Regions from separate parts of the Gasterosteus aculeatus genome. Here region 1 is linked to region 2. A link is a contact called in public Hi-C data. All regions are on one chromosome and are shown on one strand. The core of a region is the stretch at or near the end of the contact, and the rest is flanking DNA. Distances in the headings are between cores, read along the strand shown. Region 1 holds the start of LOC120821050 (group XIIB secretory phospholipase A2-like protein). Region 2 overlaps nolc1 (nucleolar and coiled-body phosphoprotein 1).

The links. Hi-C and Micro-C count contacts between places; a contact is called where the count stands out from the background.
Region 1: a Hi-C map of skeletal muscle shows a contact between it and region 2, with 4 times the contacts expected there. The contact joins the promoter of LOC120821050 here to the enhancer-like site in region 2. A contact is called at or near these places in 3 of 6 Hi-C or Micro-C datasets (skeletal muscle and tail fin).

What each region holds. Positions count from the first base shown.
Region 1 is chr6:8,785,796-8,792,019 of fGasAcu3.hap1.1, reverse strand. LOC120821050 (group XIIB secretory phospholipase A2-like protein) reads left to right here and starts at 3,051. Exons shown (of 4, transcript XM_040179411.2): 1 at 3,051-3,785; 2 at 4,132-4,208; 3 at 4,357-4,522; 4 at 4,621-5,476. The coding sequence starts at 3,191. The coding sequence ends at 4,739. LOC120821049 reads left to right here. Exons shown (of 9, transcript XR_013467871.1): 7 at 79-531; 8 at 620-681; 9 at 770-2,448.
Region 2 is chr6:8,697,381-8,703,409 of fGasAcu3.hap1.1, reverse strand. It overlaps nolc1 (nucleolar and coiled-body phosphoprotein 1), which reads right to left. Exons shown (of 15, transcript XM_078104125.1): 11 at 5,422-5,967; 12 at 3,673-4,836; 13 at 3,366-3,481; 14 at 3,203-3,286; 15 at 1,957-3,099. The coding sequence ends at 2,941. micu1 (mitochondrial calcium uptake 1) reads left to right here. Exons shown (of 12, transcript XM_040178432.2): 12 at 1-301. Among protein-coding and RNA genes, the nearest start is that of nolc1, 7.2 kb to the right of the region's middle. Within about 2 kb of position 1,324, at least 2 of the 9 cell types and tissues checked have open chromatin away from gene starts, as enhancers often do.

The DNA.
Region 1 (6,224 bases), core at 1,802-4,301, 87 kb before region 2:
GACTTTCCAATGCCTTCAGGGAAATGCGCAGACACATCACACACTGCTTTCACATTGGCCTCTTGTGTGCTCGGACAGATGCGTCTCTGTCCGGCCGGCATGACGGAGGACTCGACGTCGGCCACGGCAGCAGCAGCGTCCAATCCAAGCGGCTTCGGGTGTTGAACACGTGGCGGGAGAACCAGCAGCTGGAGGAGGAGCTTAAGGAGATGCCGGTGGCCTCCGTCACGACCACGGCCGTGCAGCGGTGCATCAAAGATCTAAAGGTGGTGGGAGATGAGCTGTCTGTCTCAAAGTCAAATATTGTGCCCTTTTCCTCACACGTTCATGAACAGCACAGCGGGACGGTTGCATCCCATTTGGGGTCTTTCAGGATTAAAAGTAAAGCAGGACGTGTGCAGCCACTTCTGCAGGGTCACAAATGCATATTGCTGCATGTTTTATTTATCTATTTATTTCTATTATCTTTGTTTCTAGATGGAGATAATGAGACTGATTGCCTCAAATAACTGTTTGAATACTGCGAACGAGGCAAGGGATTTTTAACTGTTTAATCATTTGTTTAAGGAATAAGGATTGGAACATGTCATGCTGTTATTCTTTGCATTTTTCCCTGAAGGATTTGGAAAACAACATCAACATGGTGCTGAACAGAGAGAAGGCCAGCAAGACCACGAGACGGTTCGTTATGTGTTGCTGCGACACTTGATGTAGAGACTCATGACTCTTCCTTTTATTAATCTGCTGCTGTTGTTGTTTTACCATTTAGGACGTTGTGGGACGAAATACATTGTGATCTACAAACAGAGAGTGAATAGCTCCATCAACGGTGATCATTCTTTAGATGGACTTTCCAAAGTGCAGTACAATGAAGGGAATACATATTCCACAGCGTCATCTGTCATCCGCAAACTTAATTATAATGAAATACTAGTAGAAATTGCCTTTGTCCAGAAACAACATCCCACGATCAAAGCTCAAAACCACCACCAGTATCAAGCTAGCAATAATACAATGTACAAATGCTACAAAAACCGTCAAATCTATATAAGATTTAAAAGTATAAAAACAACGTAAATGCATTTTGAAATTCATTCATGTTGTTTCTGTGGCCCAGAGCAGTGCAATATGTATTTTGTTAAAATGAACAACTTCCACCTTAAGATACACATCCAATATTATACCTGCAGCCTGGAACGACTCAAATGTTAATGAGTTGAAAAGAAAACAGTTTGAAAGCAGAAAGAAACCTGGATATCGTAACATCCATTTTCTTTGATTTATTCGGTATGCTGCCTCTTAACCGCAAGTATGAACACGATACCACAGACCATCATTCTCTTTGCTGACCTCCGGAGACAATTCATTTGTACCGACTGGATGAGACGTTGGAAGGAAAAACTTGAAACTCCATGAGATCATTCGCAACTGGTATCCTTAACAGACGTCTGATGTGGAACAGGTTCACTAGAAAGTTCAAAATAATCCGGAGCATTAGGGGCACGTTACCTTTCCACCAGCAGAGGACAGCAGAGACGTCCCAATCCAATAGAATCATCTGTGATGTTATACCAAGAGAACCTTTTTACATAATATGTTCACATATTACTTATTTCATACTATATATATAAGGATTTGACTAGGGCCATTGTTATTTATTGCCCAAAACGACTGTGCCAGAGATCGGCCGGGCTGCTGCATGATTTCCTCGCAGCGAGCTCCGTCTCCGAGTACTTCAATGCAGCCACCAGATGGCAAAAGACGTTTTACTGTCGTCTCCTGAAATTGACCTCAGTTGTAGCAAAGACTAGTAGAAGACATTCGGCTGCACCACTATGCATAATGGTGATATTTCCTTTTAGATATAAATGGATATTATTTACTAGGCAAGGGTAGAAATGTAATGCATCACCATTTCTTCTGGAATTGTAATAGAAATAGTTTTACTTACAAGTGATTCATATCAGTTTTTCACCATTCAAAGAAGATCAGAAATATGCATTTTACTTAACGGTTGGAGCGCTGCTTCTGATCCTTTTTGTTGAATGTTTAGGTTTTATAACCTGGGACTATTTTTACATAGTGTGGCCTTTCTTGCTAAATTATATATTATTACAGACATATTTCCGACTTTTTTAGAACATCTTTCTGCCGCTAGTTTTTTAATGAATTGGAAAATAATATTCATAAATGACTCATTTGATGTAGTCAAGAAGAACCGACAATAAGAGGAATAAGGAATAACAGAAGCTTTGCTTTGATATGGTGTGACCTTTGCCCCCAAACATGACAGTGTGTCTGCTTGAACCGAATCCCAGGTCAAAATCTATGGAGCCAAATCCAGGTCAAAAGTTTTGATCATTTCAAAAACAAATGTGAACCTGAAAGCTTATGTTTTGGTGTTGAATATTGAAAAATATATTCAAAATAAAAATAAGTGCACGAAAAGTATTTTTGGGTTTTGCCTCAGTTTTACAATTTTTTTGAATAAAATATATTTCTTCAATCTTCACTTATAATGTTCCAATATAGTGTTGACAGTTAATATTTAATTTACACACAGACAGCAGCTTTACTAATATTCTGATGTTATAAAGGAAACTACCGTTTGCAGAAAAACGTAATACTACACAAAGGATGTGCTCGTATGTGAGAGCATGTCCACGATGAGTGACGTTACTTCTATGAGGACGGATGAGGTCATGTGCATATTTGATGGACGATACCGTTTAAACAAGTAGTTATCTGGAAATGGGAATATGTCTAATCGGGGCCTCAATATTCTCTCCCGACGTGTTTAACACCCTGCGAAGTAAAGCCGCTTCTTCATCAACAGGATCGTCCAGAAAAGGACGCGTCATGTTCGAGAAAACACTTTAGTCGTTTACGTAACAGAGATCTTATATTGTTCATATGTGGAAACTGCGCTAAAATCCGCCTGATTCAGAATGAATGAGGAAATGAACGCGCGCCGTGTGATTGGCTGGGCTGCTGTCAGAGGGAGGAGCCTGTGAAGGAAAACCTGCTCCCGACCAGCTGAGGTTCACAGGCTCAGTTACCATGGAGACTGACCCTGAGCTGGTCACCTCCAAGCCAGAGTTCCCCTCATCTCAGGGTTAACAAACTCTGAGTTTCCACTAAACCTGCTTCTTCAAACGGACCCCTGCTGGTTTGTCCCCAGTTCAACACCATGCTGCTTCGGGCTGTCGTCCTCCTCTTCCTCTGTGTGTCCTCGGGCATTTGTGCCACTTTAGGCCACTACCAGACTCCGCCTGAAGAGGAGCAGGCGTCTCCTGTGGACTCCGATGCTGTTTCTGCTGCTGTAGCAGCTGAAGAAGCTGCAGCTCCTGCAGGTACCCAACAAGGAAGTTCACCTGCAGTGGAGGAACCTGCAGCCGACTCCTCTCGTGGTGACAGTGAGTTGGCTGTGGATGACCTTTCAGCTGACAAAACAAAAATGGAGGTCCCGGTGGGAGATGGTGCAACAGCCGATGAGCCAGAGACAGACAGGGAAATGGCTGCTGGAGACCCCCCTGCTATGGAAGCTCTTGCTGGTGAAGCCGTCACGCAGGAGCAACATTCCTCTCCTGGGGCGGAGGAGGAAAATGACATCAGACCGGTCCAGACGGACCTGTCGCTAAATAACTCTTTGGCACAAGAAGATGATAACAGCTGGAGCATCGACTCAATTAGAAATAGTTTCCGCAGTTTGCACGGATACTTTGAGTTGTTGGTGGAGCTGGCGGGGGGACGCGATGGTGTGTGTCAGTATCGCTGCAGATACGGTAAGAACAAATCTCTAAGTTAACATAAGAGTTGAGTTATTTTTCTAATAACAACACAATTATTTTAGTGTCCTGTAGGTTCGAATCAGAATGGGCTACATGTTCAAATAGTTGAACTACCCAAAAAAGAATCAATGCACCTGTTTAACAGTATGTTGTCGTTTAGTATTTGTTTTCTTTTCACGTGTCGAATCAAGTAGACAACACAAGTTACGTCTTATCTGTAAAAAGCCACACTCTGAAGAACATAGATATGGTACAGATATAGATTCTTGGCTGGGCTACATGACGACATTAGTTGGTTGATGGAATTGAAATGGAACCTCTTGCTTCCCGGTTTTAACAGGAGAAACTCCTCAAAAGCGCCCCGGCTACCAGCTCCAAGAGCCCAACGGCTGCAGCTCCTCTCTGGTGGGATTGCAGGTGAATGCAGTTGTAGGTGTCTTGTTCATAACACCGACAGTCCAGAACCACACTACTACGCCCAAACAATGGAGCCTAACACACAACCACAATGTCTGCATATGCTCAGTTAACTTCACTGACGCAACAAAGCTCTTTCTTTTCCCAGCTTGACCTCGGGATCCCCGCTATGACCAACTGCTGCAACCAGCTGGACGTGTGCTACGACACTTGCGGCACCAGCAAGAACCGCTGCGACTCGGAGTTCCGCCTGTGTCTGCACGGCATCTGCGGCGACCTTAAGAAGAGTCTGGGCTTCGTGTCCAAGGTGCAAGGTAAGATGTTCACAAGCATCTTCGTTGTGAGTTACCAAAAAAACAAGAATGAACTCCTCCTCCTTCCTCTCTCTGATCTCTCCGTATGTTCTTCCTAGCCTGCGAATCAATGGCAGACGTCCTCCACAGCACAGTGGGGACTCTTGGCTGCAGGCCTTACATGAACAGCCAGAGGGCAGCGTGTGTCTGCGAGGGAGAGGAGAGGGAGGAACTGTGACAAGCACTCTGTGGACGCATTCGCAGACAAATAACTCAGTCACAGGCGTCTCTGCACAAAACACTGTGTATTTATCGTCAAAGAGGATGTGCCGGAATTCCGGACTACAAGCCGCTGCTCTTTTCCCCCCCACGCTTTGAACCCTGTGGTTTATGCAGCGGTGTCTTACGCGCGAGACAGACACGTGCAGGGCTCTCAAGTGTCACGCATTGAGCGTGACAGTCACTCACTTTGGTTTCCCGCCACACATCCAATTTCTCACGCCGTGTCCCTGCACGTGCAAGAGATAATGCGCCGGGGAAGACGCTTGTTTAGTAACAGACATTTTGTGCATCATATTCAAAACACTCGTCGTGGAAAATAAACGTGGGAATGCGCGTGATGCAGCATTTAAGTGTCGGGCGACTAAGTCTGTCTGTCGGAGAAGGAAACAGCGGCTGCACTTAAACTTGGCATTAATGAATCAATGGTGAGACGTTGGAGACGGCCATGTGAAGAACTCACTCCATGTAGAAAGACGACAAAAGCTTGCAGAGGGAATAAAAGCAGGTGACCCGAACGTGGAAACTTTCTTGAAGACTGAACACACAGACAGCTGTTTCCACCGTGCACATCCCGCTGAAAGGCAAAACAATCTAATCAAAGATTCACTGCAGGTTTAGTGCCGTGTTACAGGAATTAAAAAAAAAAAAAGAAGTTTCTGGTCATTAAAAATAAAACGCTTTCTGTGTATCATCTTTCTGTCTAAATATCTCATGTTACAACGTCAACAGCTGCGCTCTATAGGCTGGATCGTGGCCCGATCACGATTCAGTGCGAGAATAATGCATTTCTTAGGTTTTACTCAGAGGCAGTACTGACATATATCAAGTATCTCAATATGGCTTTCAAAAGGTTAATTGATAGATTTTGCACATGTGTTAAACTCTTCATACTCCTTTACTACTCTTCAATACTCAATTTCCTTTTAGGACATTTTAGGCCTCTATGACTCCATTACCATAAATGACCTTGATGACTCCAAATACAGTGTCTGATGGGAAGGAGATTGTAGTTGGATTCATTTCCTCTGGATATAATGACATAATAGAATTACTAAAATGCAAATTGTTTGATGTGTGTGGTTGTTTATCAAGATAGTATGATCAAAGTCAATGTCACCTAAATGTGATATCTATATAATGTATATAATACACGACTAAACGACCGGATTAATTATAGATTAATGGGCACTTTACTTCACCACATCACCACTATCTCCTTTGTCTTCTCATCTCTTTGCCAACATGTCACGTGTGACGTGATCCTCCAGCCGTCCACGAGTCCAAATATGTTGATGTGTGTTCCACGTGTATTTCTCAATTCATTAATGCTGTGAAATAGAAACCAATTCTATAAATCTAAATCTTAAACTGTAATCTTAAATGTAAGTCTGAGAAATGTCTGAACGTGTGACCTAGAAATCGTTTACGCTGTAGTTGCTTA
Region 2 (6,029 bases), core at 75-2,574:
TAAATCCTACTTGACCTTCAGCTGTGTAAATGCTGCAGCATGTCTGTTGTATGCAGACAACAGACCCTTAGTTATTCCTTTGTTGGTACAGAGAGCAGACGTGGGTAATCTTGTTGGCACCTCTTCATCCGGCCTGCTAACTCCAACTGCACCATTTGTCCCATATTAGCACAGTGATGCTTGTCTCGCTGGACAATGTATACTGTTCAACGTGTGTATTCATCCATTTCCCTCTGAAACACTTTATAACAGATGGATGTTAAAAGAAATGCTCTATTAAAGATGTTTTTAATAACGTAAAGCTGCTTTACTGGTGGGTTTGTTGTCCTGCCATGTTCTAATTTGTGCCCTTTGACTCCGAGTGGAGAGAACAGAGGGGAATTAGCGGGACTAATCTATGGCGCCGAAGAAGTCGTGTATAATGAAATTGAGTGTAACGCTTCTAAGCAACAAAAAAAAACCCCCTGCTCTGCTGCTTGTACGACGTGGCTTCGAGTGTGTGCATGGGGAAGATGCTAATGTGTGTGGGCGCGCGAGAGCGGTCAGCAGTTTTGTCTAATTGAAATGGACAGGCTGGGCGGCCCTCGGCCGGCGCTGCCCATTAAAAGATCGTCCTGCAGCCCCTCGGTGCACACTGTGCTGCATTGGCCCGAAACGCGCTGCCGTGCTTTCTCCTGAACACTGCAACCGACAGACGGAGGGGGTCCTCCGGAGCGATGGCTGGGCAGCAGATTAGAGCGAAAGGCCTCTCGTCGGAACTCCTCAGGCATGGCGCTTCAATCACGTGGAAAAAAATTGATCTGTGACCGAGCAGCCGCACTGGTGTATCAACCCTACAACACTCACATTAAGAGCCACTTCCAAAACATTAACATTTAACATACACGTTGTTTTTTGGGGACATATTCGCAAAGTCGATAGTTTATCTGCTGCAGAGCTCTGTCCATCGGCTCGTCCTTCACCCTGACTGATGGTGCTGATGATAGTAGATCAATCTGCATACGCTTTCCTTTTTTATTTAAACCACAATCTTTCATTCTGAGCAGGGGTTTAAAAATGTCTAAAACTCCAACCCAAAACAATATATTTATTGTGATACAAAGCAGCTAAAACAAGTACTAGTCCTTATAAAAATAACTAACACTAAGAAAAAAACGCACTAGAACGCTGGTGGCCAAAATCACCCAACTGCATTGAGTCTCTCCACATCAGCTCCATCTGCGCTGAAAAACGACCCAGCAACAGCTCTCCAGTAGCTCTCCCTCGCTTGGTGAGCACTGAAGCAACTCCCAGTGGTTAGAGGTTGTCGGCCTTCTGGAGGGGAGGGGGGTCTTTATTTGGAGCGACTGCAGACCTCCCTCCAAAGTCAACAGCTCCTAATGTGGAGGCACAGAAATGTACACAGCTTCAGTGCTCGGCCTGTTTGTCGAGTGTTGCGGAGTCCAGCAAGTGTGTGTTCCATTAGGCCGTATGTCATGTACCATAAGTTAATGCAAAACCAAACTTATTTTAGAAATGTAAGAAGTTTACTCAGTCCGATTAGTCTAAACTGAAGCCAAAGGATCGCTTTGCCTGCTGAGGTTTTACTTTCACCGCTGTTAAAATAAGTTGGTTACTGAGGGAAGTGTTATATCTACAATCAGATTATAGTGTTGCTGTATTTACATGAATATCACTTACTTCATTTTTCAGTATAAGGTGATCAAAACATGTTTTGCCTTCAAAGATGTAGCCTGCTAATGTAACTGCTTGGTACAACAATAAAATACTAATACTAAGGTTGCTTCCCTGGTGATGTCATCAGGGTTCTTTTGGTGTTAATGGAGTGTAAGGTCCAGCCTCTGTGGAGCTTGACCCATATTAGCAGCTTCCCTCATACTGTCCCATAGTTGCATCCAGAGGGCCACCTAGTGGTGACTAACGAGCTTGCTCATTGGCCACAGGAGGAAGAACTGGTTACTATAGACTCAAGACTTTATTGATTAATCAGAAACATGGTTTGATATATTTCCCTAGCAGGGTTTGCGAGTAGCCATGCGTGTTTGTATCGATTAGGGAAAAGAAAAAAAAGGTAAGTTTCCCCCGAAATACGAGCTAACAAATTAACTTAAGTATTCCAATTCATGTAGAACAGTGAAATTAAAAACATTGGAAGAAAGGTTATACAATCACACCAACATTTAAGTTTTAATTACAGCCACAAGAATAAAACAAAAAAAGTCCAAACGCTGGAAGAGGAAAGTCAAACAAATGAACACATGGCTCCTTTAGATTGGGAAATAGACAAAAAAAAGGTATGTTAACGTCAGAACAAACCGTTTCAAAGAAAAATGGCTTTAGAACAGCATGGGAAATACTACCTGAGGGCCTAACCATTGAACGAGAATAAAATGTAATAAATACACTGTATAAAACTCAGTTTACCCTCCGTGCTCGTATGGCGTTAAGATGAAAACAACTGAGCACGCAGCCCTCTCGACTCAAATCGTATCCAAATAGAGGTTGACTAACCTTGAAGAACCAATGTTATCCATTAGAAAAACAAAAATAATCAATGCCAGACTTAACATAACAAACGGGGATGGCTTGATAGAAAAGTTGCAAAGAAAGACATTTTTAATTTGATAATGAAGTACAAGTTTAACTAAAAAGCATAAGAAAAGAAAAAAACGTATTTTTCCCCCATTAAGAAGTGGCCTGCAGCCACCTAGTGGCTATAAGTGATGTCAACCGTAACCAGTATTCTACCTCTTGCTGCCTAAGCTCAAGTAACGCGTCGCTTCAGATCAGAGACTAAACCAGTGCCCCTCTGTGATCACTGCATGCAAGTGCCAGCTGAGCTTTGGGGTCACGTCCCGTCAGCTGGGGGGGTGTAGACAACAGAGAGTCCTGATCACAGGTACAGTGAAGTCCAGGGGGGAGGGGCCAGATTGAGAGTCCTTAGTCACTGTCAAACTTGATGGAGTTGACTGAGGTGGAGATGGCGCCGCCGCAGTAGCTTCCCCTCTTCTTCTTGGTCTTTTCGTGGCGGAACGACTTTCCTTTTGTAAACCGGAGCACGTCGTTCGCTTTCTGGCCCCAGTCACCCCTGGCTCCAGACTGGATTAGCAGAGACAAATGGACATGTTAGTTGAGACATAAATTGGATCACATCCACAGTCTTAGTGCTGTAGCAAGAAGCCACAGTGGGTACCGAGCTCACCTTTGCGTCAAAAGAGTTGTCTTGTAGACGGGGATCTAGTTCCACTTCTTCTTCTCTTATTCTACGGAATGGCTCGTTTGTGGTCTGAAAGACAAGTCAATCTTAATAAATCAAGGGTCGACCCCACCTTCAGGAGACTGCGCTCTGGTCGAGCAGGCCCTACCTTCTTATGGACTTTAGGAAACGTTTGTGGTGTGGTCGTGATTTTCTTGTTTTTTGGTGTGACTTCCGTCTCTTCCTCTTTGGAAGATTTATCCCTTTTTCTCTTTCCGTTTGTACCTGTATTCAGAGGAAAACTCATCGTTTGTGCTGCTCAAATTAGTGGAGGGCGAAATTGTCACATAAGCGTTACATACACCCAAGCTACAAACATTTCACAGGCCAGTAAAACATTTACTCTACTGGCTAACAGAGGGATCCATCTCCCCTTAAAGTGGCCTGATCATGTCGATTACTTTATTGGAACTCACCATTTGCTGCGGGGGTGCTGGGCGCCGTGACGGCTTTCTTGGGTGCTTCCTCATCTGATGAACTGTCCGAGGAGCTGCTGCTCTCCTGAGCTTTAGAAGCTGGGGTCGTCTTGGGTGTCGCGGCGGGTTTTACGGCACTTTTACTGGCCTCTTCCTCCTCCTCAGAGCTGCTGTCGCTGGACGAGGACTCTGCTGGCTTTTGTGGGGTTTTTGGTGTTGCTGCCTTCGGGGTTGACGTCTTTCCATTGGTGACTGCGGGCTTAGCAGGGGTGGCCTTTGTGGCTTTGGGCGTTCCAGCAGGGGCCACTAATGCGGCTGGAGCTTGTTTCTTGACTGCAGGTTTGGCCGCCTCATTTTCAGAGTCAGAGCTGTCAGATTCAGAGCTGCTGCCATTTGCTGCCACAGTCTGCTTTGTGACTGGGGTCGCAGATTTAGCTGCTGCTTTAGATGTAGGCGTAGCCTTGACCGCTGCTTCGTCTTCAGAGGAGGAGTCAGAGTCTGAGCTGCTTTCTGCTGCAGCAGCAAGCTTTGATGCAGGCGTAGCTGGCTTAGCTGCAGGCGTAGCTGGCTTAGCTTTGACTGCAGCCTCATCTTCAGAGGAGGAGTCAGAATCCGAGCTGCTTTCCGCTGCAGGCTTTGATGCAGGAGTGGCTGGCTTTGCTGCAGACTTGGCTTTTTTAGCTGCTACAGGTTTAGCTTTGACAGCAGCTTCATCTTCAGAGGAGGAGTCTGAGTCAGAGCTGCTTTCAGCAGCAGGCTTTGATGCAGGCGTAGCAGGCTTTGCTGCTTTAGCCGCAGGCGTTGATTTGACTGCAGCCTCATCTTCAGAAGAGTCAGAGTCGGAGCTGCTTTCAGCAGGAGGCTTTGCAGCAGCAGGTTTAGCCGCAGCAGGTTTAGCCTTGGCGGTTGGTTCTTGCTCATCTTCAGAGGAGTCAGAGTCTGAGCTGCTTTCTGCTGCAGCAGCAAGCTTTGATGCAGGTGTAGCTGGTTTAGCTGCAGGCGTGGTGGGTTTACCTGCAGGTGTGGCTTTTTTAGCTGCTACAGGTTTAGCTTTGACTGCTTCGTCTTCAGAGGAGGAGTCAGAGTCTGAGCTGCTTTCTGCTGCAGCAGGCTTTGATACAGGCGTAGCGGGCTTCACTGCAGGAGTGGCAGGCTTTGCTGCAGGTGTAGCTTTGACTGCTTCTTCATCTTCTGAGGAGGAGTCAGAGCTGCTTTCTGCTGCAGCAGCAAGCTTTGATGCAGGTGTAGCTGCAGGCGTGGTGGGTTTACCTACAGGTGTGGCTTTTTTAGCTGCTACAGGTTTAGCTTTGACTGCTTCATCTTCTGAGGAGGAGTCAGAGTCAGAGCTGCTTTCTGCTGCAGCAGCAAGCTTTGATGCAGGTGTAGCTGGTTTAGCTGCAGGCTTGGCTTTTTTAGCTGCTACAGGTTTAGCTTTGACTGCTTCTTCATCTTCTGAGGAGGAGTCAGAGTCTGAGCTGCTTTCTGCTGCAGCAGCAAGCTTTGATGCAGGTGTAGCTGGTTTAGCTGCAGGCGTGGTGGGTTTAGCTGCAGGCGTAGCTTTTTTAGCTGCTACAGGTTTAGCTGCAGGCGTGGTGGGTTTAGCTGCAGGCGTAGCTTTTTTAGCTGCTACAGGTTTAGCTTTGACTGCTTCATCTTCTGAGGAGGAGTCTGAGCTGCTTTCTGCTGCAGCAGCAAGCTTTGATGCAGGTGTAGCTGGTTTAGCTGCAGGCGTGGTGGGTTTAGCTGCAGGCGTAGCTTTTTTAGCTGCTACAGGTTTAGCTTTGACTGCTTCTTCATCTTCTGAGGAGGAGTCAGAGTCTGAGCTGCTTTCTGCTGCAGCAGCAAGCTTTGATGCAGGTGTAGCTGATTTAGCTGCAGGCGTAGTGGGTTTACCTGCAGGTGTGGCTTTTTTAGCTGCTACAGGTTTAGCTTTGACTGCTTCGTCTTCAGAGGAGGAGTCAGAGTCTGAGCTGCTCTCTGCTGCAGCAGGCTTTGATACAGGCGTAGCGGGCTTCACTGCAGGAGTGGCAGGCTTTGCTGCAGGTGTAGCTTTTTTAGCTGCTACAAGTTTAGCTTTGACTGCTTCTTCATCTTCTGAGGAGGAGTCAGAGCTGCTTTCTGCTGTAGCAGCAAGCTTTGCTGCTGGAGTAGCCGGCTTTGAAGCCGGCTTGACTTTCACTGGTTCATCCTCAGAGGAGTCCTGTGTAGCAGAGCTGCTCTTGGGTGCCTTTGTTGTGGGTTTGGTTGCTGCAGATTTAGCAGCAGGTTTTGCCTCATCCTCATCTGAACTGCTATCTAAGTAGACAAAATGTTAGACATTTTGTAAATGGACAATTATGTAAGTGGCCAGTTTATTG